Regions from separate parts of the Zea mays genome. Here region 1 is linked to region 2. Evidence: chromatin contacts called from public Hi-C data. All regions are on one chromosome and are shown on one strand. The core of a region is the stretch at or near the end of the contact, and the rest is flanking DNA. Distances in the headings are between cores, read along the strand shown. Region 1 holds the start of LOC100384794. Region 2 holds the start of LOC100282888.

Evidence for each region. A called contact is a pair of places that touch in the nucleus more often than the background predicts.
Region 1: a Hi-C map of leaf mesophyll shows a contact between it and region 2, with 3 times the contacts expected there. The contact joins the promoter of LOC100384794 here to the promoter of LOC100282888 in region 2. A contact is called at or near these places in 10 of 25 Hi-C or Micro-C datasets (ear, leaf, leaf mesophyll and 2 more).

What each region holds. Positions count from the first base shown.
Region 1 is chr7:123,446,301-123,452,611 of Zm-B73-REFERENCE-NAM-5.0, forward strand. It overlaps LOC100384794, which reads left to right and starts at 4,910. Exons shown (of 13, transcript NM_001177240.2): 1 at 4,910-5,081; 2 at 5,181-5,333; 3 at 5,459-5,595; 4 at 5,692-5,841. The coding sequence starts at 4,997.
Region 2 is chr7:123,206,535-123,212,570 of Zm-B73-REFERENCE-NAM-5.0, forward strand. It overlaps LOC100282888, which reads right to left and starts at 3,635. Exons shown (of 3, transcript NM_001155794.2): 1 at 3,483-3,635; 2 at 2,972-3,137; 3 at 1,176-2,856. The coding sequence starts at 2,658. The coding sequence ends at 1,480.

The DNA.
Region 1 (6,311 bases), core at 3,660-6,159, 240 kb after region 2:
GAGCCATATGTCTTGACCACTAGACTACTAGTGATGAAAATTTGTGATAAAAATATAAAGATCTTATGGAGACCTGTTGCATTCTCCCTAGTCATGGTGACTCCTTCGTATGAGAGCAGTATTATCTGTTATTGAAGACGGATCCTAGGCGGACACCAGTCCTATTTCATTCTTGCCAAGCAGTTATCATCATTTGCTTCATCAAAAGCTAGTTATATGGTGATTTTCCCAGATAAAATGAATTCTTGGCCTTGTCTGTTCTATTCCAAAGCTTCTCTTTTTGCCGAACAACGAAGAGATCGAAATAATGCTTTATAGAACAAATTGGTATATAATATGAGGAGAAATATTTGCCCTGCTGGCAGCATAACAAATTATTAACTATTGTTATAAATTCTCTCTCAAAATTATAATACCTAAAAATGTTGCACAAATTGATACCCAATTTCAGAACAGTATGAGTAATTGGGTAAACCATGGGCAGTGATAAAAACGAGCTCGACTATACATCTATGCATATAAAAATATTTGCTTGGCAGCATTGTCCTGATGCCGTGCACTTTACTACCATTATCTACACACATTTTTCCTATGTGCTTAAAAGCACAATGCAACCAATGAATGTCTTTGTGAGCGTTAGACCCTGATGGTCATTTTACTTGTTGATCTGAAGTCAACTAATGGCTCCAAACGACGAATGGTATGCATGAGCCCCTGAAGGACCCTTATGGATAAAATAGTGTTGCACATATCATTCTAAATCTTAATGATTGACTATGCATTTGGTAGTAATAACAATAAGTTTGCAGAATTGTAACCACAAAGCAACTTGTTGTTGCGAGTCTTGCTAGAAGTTGAGACTAACCCTTCACATTGACGGAAAATGATGCAGTATTCATGCCACTGCATTAATCTAAGTGCAAACCTCACTGCATAAAACCCCTATCTGTAATGTGCGTAAGATTTCCCAAATAAATCACCACAAGCAATAGCATACACTGGCCACAACTGGATGATTGCGGTTGGGGATTTTATCTGTATGCTTTTAGAACATCTCGGCATTAGGGGGAGGAATGCCCATATAGTATAATGCCTCAATATTCTATTAAACGCACAAAAGCTAAACTGAACCTGTCGTTCGGTGTGTACTCCTATGAATATAGAGTTTGCCAGAAATCGTTGAGGAGTAACAAAATAGGTTTGAATGCTTCTACCTGATGTAGATGTGGATATACCCGGGATTAATATCATATCCACATTTGACTTATTGGCATTTGATCTATTCTGCGGGGACGCTTGCGAATATGATCCATCGGCCTTAGTCAAAGCATATGTTCTGATTGCAGATTCACGTGGTTTGTGATAACTTTCCTCCGATTAATTCACCCTGATGGTGATTTGCCTCACAAAGAGGTTCATCTTGATGATGAAATTCCTAGCAATGCGCGCAATATCATTGTGCTGGGAATACGGAACAATGAATCTTTCATTTTGGGAAATGACAGAGATTATTATTAAATGTGGGAGACAAATATGTCGACACCTATCTTGCCTCTCTAGATTGCAAACGGATCCAAAACAAAGTCCTAGGCATGAGTGCTTTAAGCTCTCTTATCGGGTCATTGATAAATGCAATCGAGGTTGAACCAAGAATCGCAAAGTGAAAGTCGCGAGCTTGAAGTTTGGACATTATGGGCACTATTGAAATAATGTGTGGTGAATGCGATGGTTCAAGTGGTCTTGTGAGAGACCCATCCCACATATGTGTTGAATAAACACTATTCTGCTATGTAATATATCTGGTAAATGGCATGAATTAAATTATGCAGTTAATAGGATTCCGAAGATCCGTCATGAGATCCTATGAGGATTCATATATTTGATTTATAAATATGCAACATATAAATCTCATACCGAATAATACATTCATGATGAATGATCACTCTCCTATGTAGGGAGAATATCTCCTAGTTGAGACTATCGTTCCCAGATGGAACCTATCCAGAAGAAACAAAGTCTGTGTTGAACACCAAAGTTTGATAATCCCTATAAAGGGATAAAGACCCATACAGACCCGAAAAGGAATAAGATGAGGTACCAAAGGACTTGAAGTTCACCGAATAAGCACATGTGCATTCCATGAGTTTTACTCATGGTAATTTCCACTATATGTGGAATTACGGTATCCTCCAAAGCCCTGATGGCAGAAACCTATAAGGTTTAGGTGTTACTGGCAAAATATCTCTATTGTGCTAGAATGACAGACTATAACGATGTATCTGATCGATGAAAAATCCCTGATGGATTACGATCTTAGATGGACTTTTGTTACACCATCATAGATGTTGCAATGGATGAACGCCTCGAGCGATGTGTCATATTTAGAATATGTACTATTGCAACTATATTATCCCCTAAGTCCTATTGAAGGACATGTTATTTGCTTTGCACAACTATATATAAATTGTGGTGTAAGATAGAAAATGATAGCACCCCAACCTCATCCATTCTCGTTATTCTAGATGAACAATGAGACATATATATTGAAGAATATGCTTGAGTTATGAGGGATAACGACTTTGACAGATGTCATCGTCAGGGGGAGCGAATGAGGGATGAGGGACAATCGCGAGACAATAAATGTCATATTCTATGCCCTGAAGGCGTGAGCTTGATGTGAACCTTTATGGAATTTTCTATCAAATATATAGATCCAGTCTATCGAACGCCATCGGTCAAATTGGCTTATTTATATTGATACGTGCACTTACCTCGTATATCCTAGAAGTGAGTAGAGGTAAAGTTCCTGAAATAGTCCTTGCAAAGATATGCAATCTGTTTGCTAAATCTTTAGGTGCATATACTTCCAGAAGAAGATGTTTTGCCTTATTGATACGGTTTTGCAAGGATCAGGGGGAGCACATTTCTAAAAGTTAGCCCTTGTAGAAGATTCGATAGAATCTAGATCCCAGAGGATCGAAATCTGTCCCGATGACAGTTGTTGTACTCTTTTTCCCTTGGTGAGTTTTCTTGAAGTTTCTCACATGAGGTTTTTAACGAGGCAACAAAGTGCAAATGCAATTTGTATCACCATGCACTCTTTCTCCACATTTTCCCACTGGGTTTTTCGGAGTTTTAACGAGGCATGTGTTGGTCGCGGTATTCGCCCAAGGGGGAGTGTTAAGTAACCCTAGTTAGGGTTATGTGGGCAAATACCTGCTTTGCCCCTGAGGGGTCTCACATCTCTATATAAGGAACCTGTACACCCCCTCATAATACAGAGAAGAGAAAGAGGCCAGAGGCCCAACCCTACATCCTGTGTCTCGTGTGTTTCACTGTCGTGCTTCTGGGAAGGGATACGAGTCTTCCACGACTTCTCGCGCCTAATCTACTGACGGGAGGGAAGGGTGCGGATCTGGTGATCCGTGGTAACGTAGTTCTCAACACCCTGCACATGATGGATGGTGTTCGAGTCTATGGAATACGCGCACAACGAAAACAAGAGCCTATCATTTTGGTTGGATCGGGATGTGCGGAGATGGGACGCCAGGTTTACCCCAACTAACACCAGGATCTCCCGATCCCGTAGGCCGGCCCCGTTCGCTCAGCGTCGTCTTCTTTTCTACAGGCGCCATGCCACTGCCCCTGCTTGCGTGGTCACAACAGTTTAGGCTTCATGGATCTAGCAAAAAGCCTGCATATGCACAACGGAAACGAGAGCCCGTCATTTTGGTTGGATCGGGACGTGCAGAGATGGGCCGCTAGGTTTACCCCAACTAACACCAGGATCTCCACTTCTCCCGATCCTGGAGGCCGGGCCCCGTTCGCTCATCGTCGTCTTCTTTTCTACGGGTGCCATGCCACTGCCCCTGTCACAACAGTTTAGGTTTCATGGATCTAGCAAAAGGAGGCCGCACGCCTTGGGCTGGATATCCAGTCAGGCTCGACTCGTCCGAGTTTGAACTGGCTTGTTAAGCTAACGAGTCACAGAATCAACTCGGTTTGGCTAGTTTAGCTCGTGAGTTATAGTAGAAAAACAATATGTATATATTAATCAATTTCTAGTTAATTTCAAACTAATTTAATAATATAAAATAGTAATTATACTTATAATTTCACAGAGCACAACAATGTAATACTAAATTAACACAACTCATCACTCAAATTCACTATCCATACATATGTTCATTAGTTTAACTCACAGTTATATTTGCATAGGTTAATTTAACACATAAACACAGTTCATCAATCATTAGTTTAACTCATGAGTCATAGACATCACACATACATATAACATGTTCATCAATTGTTACGTAGATAATATGTACCAGCCCTACCCACGCCCCACCAGGCCACCAGCCCACGAGCTCCACTGGGCGGGACGTACATGTGGCTCCACACGTCAGTGATGGTCACAGCAGTTCAGACATCGTGTATCGAGCAAAAGGAAGCCGCGCGCCCCACCGTTCCACAAAGCAGAGCTCCACTGGGCGGGACGTACATGTGGCCCCACACGTTAGGACACGTCCCTCTCCCGCAGGCCGCAGTCAGCCTTCTCCCGTGTAATGTAAGGGGGTGTTTGGGAACAAAGTTTTTCTGCAGTTTTGGAAGAATACTGCAGTATTCTCAAATACTGCAGTATTATATACATAATGGTGTTTGGCAAGCTGGGTAAAATCTCTGTTTTCAAAACTGAAGTATTGCAAATACTATAGTTGTTTTAAGGCATTCTAAACTTAGCTCTGGACCTCAGTTTTCAAAACTGCGGTATTATAAACTACGGTATTGTCATAACTAAAGTATAGTATAGTATTTCAAAAACTGTGGTTTTCAAAAACTTTGTTCCCAAACAGGGCCTAAGTGTGCAAGTGCAAGTGCAACCGCGAGCGCGACCTTTTCCCGTGGGCGCCTAGGAAAAACAGCCGTTTCCTGCGCCCGTCCCTCACCTTCACGTCGGCGACCGACCGGCAGACCGACAAACTCGAGGCAGGCCCCAATGGCGTTGGCTCGCCTCCGCCTCCTCGACCGCTACGGTCTCCTGTCGCCGGCGCTCTCTGCGACGGCGCTGCGGTCCTTGGGAGGTTGTTGCACTAGAGCCGTTCGACGGAATGCCGCTGCGGAATGGGGTTGACTGCTGACCGTGTCTCCCTTGACATTGGGGCTGTCGTTTCTCCCTACAGACCTGCGCGCGCTCTGCACGCTCTCCACCACGCTGCGGTCCGGCGCCGGCGAGGACGAGATCGAGCGCATCCGCCGCGAGTTCGATGACGCCAAGCGCAACTACCTCAGCATTCCCGCCGCCATCAAGGACATGCCCAAGATGAATCCGCAAGGTCGGGAAAAGGGAATCTCGATTGCCCATTCGCTTCCCTATCCTCCTACAGTCTTGCTTTACAGATCGGTTCTTCAGTCTCTTAACATTGCTGGCCTAGCGTTGGGACGCTGTCGCGGGTTTCAGGCATTTACGTCAACAAGAACGTCAAGCTGGACGACCTCCAGGTCTACGGCTTCGACTACGACTACACGCTGTCGCACTACTCCGAGCACCTGCAATGCCTTATCTACGATCTTGCCAAAAGGCACTTGGTCAATGAGGTTTGGTTCCTCTCTTTCTTGGGTGTCATCACATCTTTGCATGGATGACTGAATGCTGCCCTTGTGGTTTCTGAGCGGACCTGATGTTTTCTGCAGTTGAAGTATCCGGAGAGTTGCTTGCAGTACGAGTATGACCGCACCTTCCCCATCAGGGGTTTGTACTATGACAGACTTAAAGGGTGCCTACTCAAGCTTGATTTCTTCGGCTCTATTGAACCAGATGGTTGCTTCTTTGGGCGGCAAAGGGTAATATGCTCTCTCATTCATTGTTTCTCCTTTTTATCTCAACCACTCGCATCTAACTTAAATAACTATGCATGCTTTAGTTCCTTTACAAGATATATAATTATCATCTTGTTCGGTTGGCTTTAGTCCGTAGCGGCTTCTACTACTTCTACATTGTTTTGTCTCTATGGATTATGTTAGCAAAACCGGCAGACAAAACGAAGTAGATCAACCAACAAACCACAGAGCACGACACACATATTTACGTAGAAAACCCTTCAACGCGAAGGGAAAAACCACAGGCACCAGCAGACGAAACATTCACTATGATGTGGAGTGTTTACAGAACGCCATCCTTAGACGACGGTTTACAAGAGGAGTAATGATTGTGACGTAGCACCTCTGATTTCAAGTCGTTCGACTAATCGCGATTAGTCGGGCTGGTCGGTTTAGGGTAAGCGATTAGGGAACCCGACCCGATTAGGTGTTCT
Region 2 (6,036 bases), core at 2,385-4,884:
CCGTCCGCACCTCCGCAGAGAGCACCACCAGACAGTACACCCCTAGTGATTGGCGCTGCCCAGATCGGCGCCAACACCTGCGAGTTAATTTATTATTCTGATCAATTGCAGTTGGTGCACCTGCTGTGGAACTCATCTCGGTTGACTTGGAGAAGGCTTTATATAAATTTTAACATATCATTGTGAATTGTTGGTGGTTCTATTGGTGGACAAGAACTGTAGTCATTGATTTGCAATGAATGAATAATTAGTAGCAACCTAAAATTGTATAGCATGCTTAAATTTCTGGAGAGATAACATGTTCTATGTTTAAATTGTGTTGATTTTATTTGGTTTTTGTTGGTATTTAAGTTTGAGATTTAATCCACATAGAATAAGCAAACAAACATAGTTGTTTTTGGGATACAATCCATATGGAATAAACAAACACATATTGGTTGATTGGGTTTAGGGATTTAATCCCACAAGGGATTGGGGTGAATGGCTTAGATTCACCCAATCCATATGTGCAAAAAAACGGTCCGAAAAAATTTTATAGCTACCGAACAAGAACATGGTTGAGCCCGGGATTGCAACTTGCAAGACCAAATGGAGGTAAAATCCGCTACTATCCCAATAGATTAAATAAAGCATAGCTCTCCTGCGTTGTCATGGAAAAAAATCTTGGAAGCAATATTGCGCTAAGAGCTTCGCAGTGTACGACCATTGAGTTTGGAAGCCAAATCTGACAGCTTTGTAATACTATCTCCAACAATCTATACACATCCCTATATTTAAAATCAACACTACAAACAATGTTTTGTGTAACTATATGGGTGGACACGGTCTTACTCGAAGAAATACATCGCTGACTCTGACCCGCTCGCAACTGTCTTACACAGCATAACAGGAAAAACATATATATGCAAAAGTGTTATAAACCTGTCCAACAAGAGTGTGAATCAAAACAATGACAAAACTTGGTGCTCATACTGAGACTATGTAACTAATTCAATAATACTGCTAGTGTTACGTTGATGAACAAGAATAATATCATGTCGTGTTGATGGCTTCTGTTGAGAACAAGAATAACATCAGTCGTTGAAGACCCACTGACTAACAACAAAAATAATATCAAGATATTTAAAAAAAAAAGAAGTATGAAATGTGCTACATGTGCTAATCACAACAGCGGGAGTGACAACCAATAGATTATTAACCAAAATTTCCAATATATTGCGGGAATAGGCAAGTCTGTTACAAGATCATTCTCCCCACAAGGGCATCGGCAGCAGAAACAATATGACTAAACAACAATATGCAGCTCACTATGGCAGACGCAGCAAGCCATCCAGAGTACTTATTGAACAGGAAAAATATTAAGCAAACAAATTGCCGGTAGCCCAGCTAACTGCTTAACTGAAACCAAAAGAACAGAGAGACAGAGGTCTCAGACTTCTTCATAACTTAGGTGAAGAACCACCTAAGTTATCCAAATCTTTAAGCATCCAAATCTTTCTTCACCACCTTCTTCACCGCATTCCAGCAGCCAATACACATCTCGTCATTTGAGGCCATCTCCATTCCATCGCTGCTCCAGCCATCCGTCTGCAAGGTCGACCTCGGCGATACAGAGCCAGAGGGAACAGCAGTAAAGCTCTGGTACATCAGCAGACCGCCACCAGGAAGCTCTTGCTCTACAGGATCACCGCACATGTAGGAATCGATGTCTGCACCCGTCGCCCATGATTTGGCGAACCCACGGCCACCAAAGATGGTAACTGCGACCGAGAAGTCCGAAGGAGAGAAGCCTGCCAGGACCCTCCTGATCACATCGCTGTAGACCAGTGAGCTGGGGTCGAAGTTCATAGCTTCGTAGCTTGCGTAGCTGAAACCTTCCTCGGGTGTCACGTGGATGGTGGAGGCTGCAGGCCCGAAGACGCCATTCATCGAGTACCCACAGGGGTCAAACTCAAAGTCACAGATCTCCATCTCGGGAATGATCTCATGAATCCCCGAGAGCTTCGTCATCTCTTTAGCTGAAGTGCAGCTGCCACCAGTGGAGTTCTTGAAGAACACAGCAGCTTTCTTAACGTCAAGCTCTGTCATGCACATCTCAAGCGTCACCATAGGACGCTCAGGCTCCTCTGTGGCGTAGTAGACATGCCACTTCTTGTTGGGCTTGAACGGTTCACCGATCAGGTAGGCATTGCCACCGGACTTGAGGTTACCAAAGAAAGCGTTCAGCACAGATACCTCCTCCGAGAAGCTGCGGTGTGGCGCGGGCTGCGCGCCGGGGAAGATGAAGGTCCCACGAGAGTACTTCGCTGAAAGAAGAGGCAGTGACAGCCCTGCAGCAAGCTCAAGGATGCGAGGAATGGCGAGCAGCAGCTTCGTCGTCCCACAGGTCTTCAGAACAACCTTGTGGGGATACACAAAGAGGCTGGACTCGGACAGAACATATGAGTCGAAGCTCTCGTTGGAGAGCTGTGACACTATGGTGCACCGTGCGAGATCCAGAAACGAGTCGATCTGCTCACGGGAGAGGGCGCGCAGGCCACGACCACAAGGGTCCTCAAAGACAGGCGCGTCAGAGAACGTGATCTCGAGGCGCTTCTCATAGCCCTCAAAGCCAATAGGGGAGGCAGGAGAAGAGACACAAGAATCTGCTGAAGACATCGCCACTGGATGACGTGTTGCAAGAAAGAGAGGATGAGAGAGGAAAAGGAGAGATGGGCAAGACAAGTTGGAATCTCAGAAGCAGAGGAAGGCAGCCAGAGCCAACGGAAAACTACCGACACAAGAGGAAAACTGAATTAAAATCCTACTCTACCGCGAATTGCATGTGAGGCGATATCAGGATGGCTGGCGGACGCACTGCAAAACAAAAGATCAAACAAATAACGAGCGTCAGTAACCAAAGCGTGGAACGTATCAATGAGAAGTAGATTTAGAACGGCATTGCTTGTACCGCAGGTTTTTTGGTTCTTACGTTGGAATAAGCAGCAGTCTGGAACTTCTTGATTCCTCCGGCTGGGCGAACGTCCTCGATCTTGTAGCCAAGGGGAGCTTCGTACATGAAATTACTACTACTACTACTAGACTTCTTGCCACCTTTCGACTCCATTAGAGCATCCACAAATGCAATCTCCTTGAACCTGTCGATCGAAAGAGAGTAAGTTCTCCTTCTTGGGCAGCAGAACAGCACAAACGATTAGCAATTATCAGGATCCAAATTCTAAGGTAGCACAGACAAAATGTAAGTTTTCCCGACACCTCCGACAAACGGGGGCAGGAAGGCGATCTCAAACTCTCCCGACGAAAATCAAAAGCGCCCTCAAGAACCCAACCAAGATCTAAGCCAACGTACTACGATCTACCACAGACGAAACCGCCGGCCACTCCTCTCAGGACCCTACAGAGTCCTGGTGCACACAACGCAGGGCACGGCAGCAGGATGAGTAAACCGAGCGCAAGGAAGGACGAGAGAAAGGAAAACTCACGTTCGTCCAGAACGAGACCGGCGGCGGCTCCAAGACGAGCGGGCTCGTTTGAAGGACCGGCCGAGAGGAAGAAGGTGAGGGCTGCTGGTGCTCTGGGTTGGGCAGCTCGACGGCTGGGAGAAGGAATAGGTAGGGCGGCTCTTCTTGGGATGGGTGGAGACAGGAACGCCGAGCGCTATTTATAGCGGCCAGCGGGCGTGAGGGCGCCCGGGGGCCAGGGCCCAGGGCAACGAGCTGGCTGGCCCAAATGGCCCGGGTCAACGAGCTGGCTGTGCCAAACGGCAAACGCTAACCTAGGCCCCGTTTGGGGTGACTAAAGTTTAGTAACTAAATTTTAGTCACTTAGTTCCTAAAGAAGCAAACATTGTGACTAAAATAGGGTGACTAAACTTTAGTTCTTTAGTCACCAAGGGATTACTAAAAGGGACTAAAGTAGTATTTTTACCTTATTTGCCCTTTCAACTTTCTTCTTATAGCAAACATTCATTAATTAATAGGGGTAAAACAGTCAATATTCACAGCAATTAATGATCTTTAGTTCAGTTTAGTCACTGGAACCAAACATGGTACTTTAGCAACTAAACTTTAGTCACTAAAATTTAATCTAGTGACTAAAGGAACCAAACAGGGCCCTAGTCGAGTCTACTGTAGAGTCAGACGCAAATGAAGCAAATTTATTGAGGGGGAAAAAATAAACGGAATTCGTTGACCGCTGGAGAACGTGCTTTGTATAGTCGCGTCTGATATTATACGCATAACGTACCATGTCATTCTCACGACATCGTAGAGCAAAGTACTAGAGTTAAAAATTAGTATAAACATAAATATAAAATGATAAACATCATTATAATATATAAAATCCATGTGATAAAATATCATTGTAACACTAATATTATATTGATGATATAAATATGTAATATTATTATAAATATGTTGACTAAAATAAAATGAATTGATGTCTAACAAATATTATAATATCACACAAATTATTTTTAAAGAATCAATATAGAATTCTAAATGTTAGGTAAATATACCGACAAACATACATTAATCTAAACTTTTTAGCGATATTGATGGATCTATTATATGTTTGTAGGGATAGTATATCAGTACGAATTATACTCATAACTTAACAGATCAATCACAAAGTTTCTCCAAACAATCTTTGCATCCTATGCACGAGACATAATAAAACAAAACATCTTTTTTATTATATAATTGGGATGTATGTTGAATATTAAACAAACGTACTCCAATCACCCTAACAAATTCTATTCGTCGATCATTCCCCCACATGGTCATAGCTTGTAGAATAAGGTAGTTTTTATTAATCATATAGAATAATGTTTCACCAACTATGTTATATATAATAGAAATCCTAAAAAACTTAAAATTGCTGAGAAGGTGGTACCAAAAATACTCTTTTGAGTCAATTGGAGCATCAGTCCGAATTGTATGCTCCCACTTAAAAATATTATCTGTTCGTCCAGAACGTTTCTTATTGTAAGTAATCTTATATTTCTTTGAGGTTGTGATAATCGCTTATGCGAATATCTTGTATGGCATATGCTTACACTAATCTTGAGTGAGTGTAAAGTCGATGAAAATCACATACTTCTTACTATGATCAATTATGAAAAGGACGTATCAATCGGTGAATTTCTATGGTATAGGAATCTGCAAAATATCAACCATTAGGATTGCAAAGATATGCCCTTTATAAATGCATTCGAAATGAACAGAGACTTACATATTTACAATCCATGATATAATAGTTTATTGATGGCCAAGAGTCAAATGTTTTCGCTAACTCTTTTCTTGTAGGGTCCTCATGATACTTTTGAACTTTGCCAAAACCAGTTACGCTCTAGATAAATATTATATATACTAGGTGAATGCCCGTGCGTTGCAACGGAAACATATATCACGATAACTTATAACATATATCATGATAAATGTTCTTCTTGCAATGCAAAGGCACTCATCTAGTCACAAATGAAGTAACACAGACAATAACATGTAGGTTCTGGTAGCTTTTTGAGCCTAAGCTCATATTACTCGGCAAACTTCAACCTTACCACCAAAACCAGTAAATACATATAAGTTTATTGCTCATTATTAGAACTGTTGTGAGATGTTGTATGCCAGTAATAAAGATTCACTACAGTACATGACTAAAAACCCATAGAAATAATCTATATGTGGTTGCATAATTCGTAGGTGTAGAACACCACCTAACCTGCTTCATGCTCAAACACTTATCAAATACAATACTATAGGACAATATGATGTTGCAAAGATGGGGCAAAACCATGTTTCACAATACTATAGGACAATATTATCGACACAAGGCCTCATTGATGATCATCCTTGTCATAGTGGCCATTTGGATCACCACCATCACCAATGACCTTGAGCTGCCCAAAATCAACAAAATAATATTTAAGTCAAGTGCTAATCTGTAACACCCCTGGTGTTACTATAACTAAAACTTGAGCATGACATCATAAGCATTGGCATTGCATATGTTTGATACACCTAGAGTGCATTCACT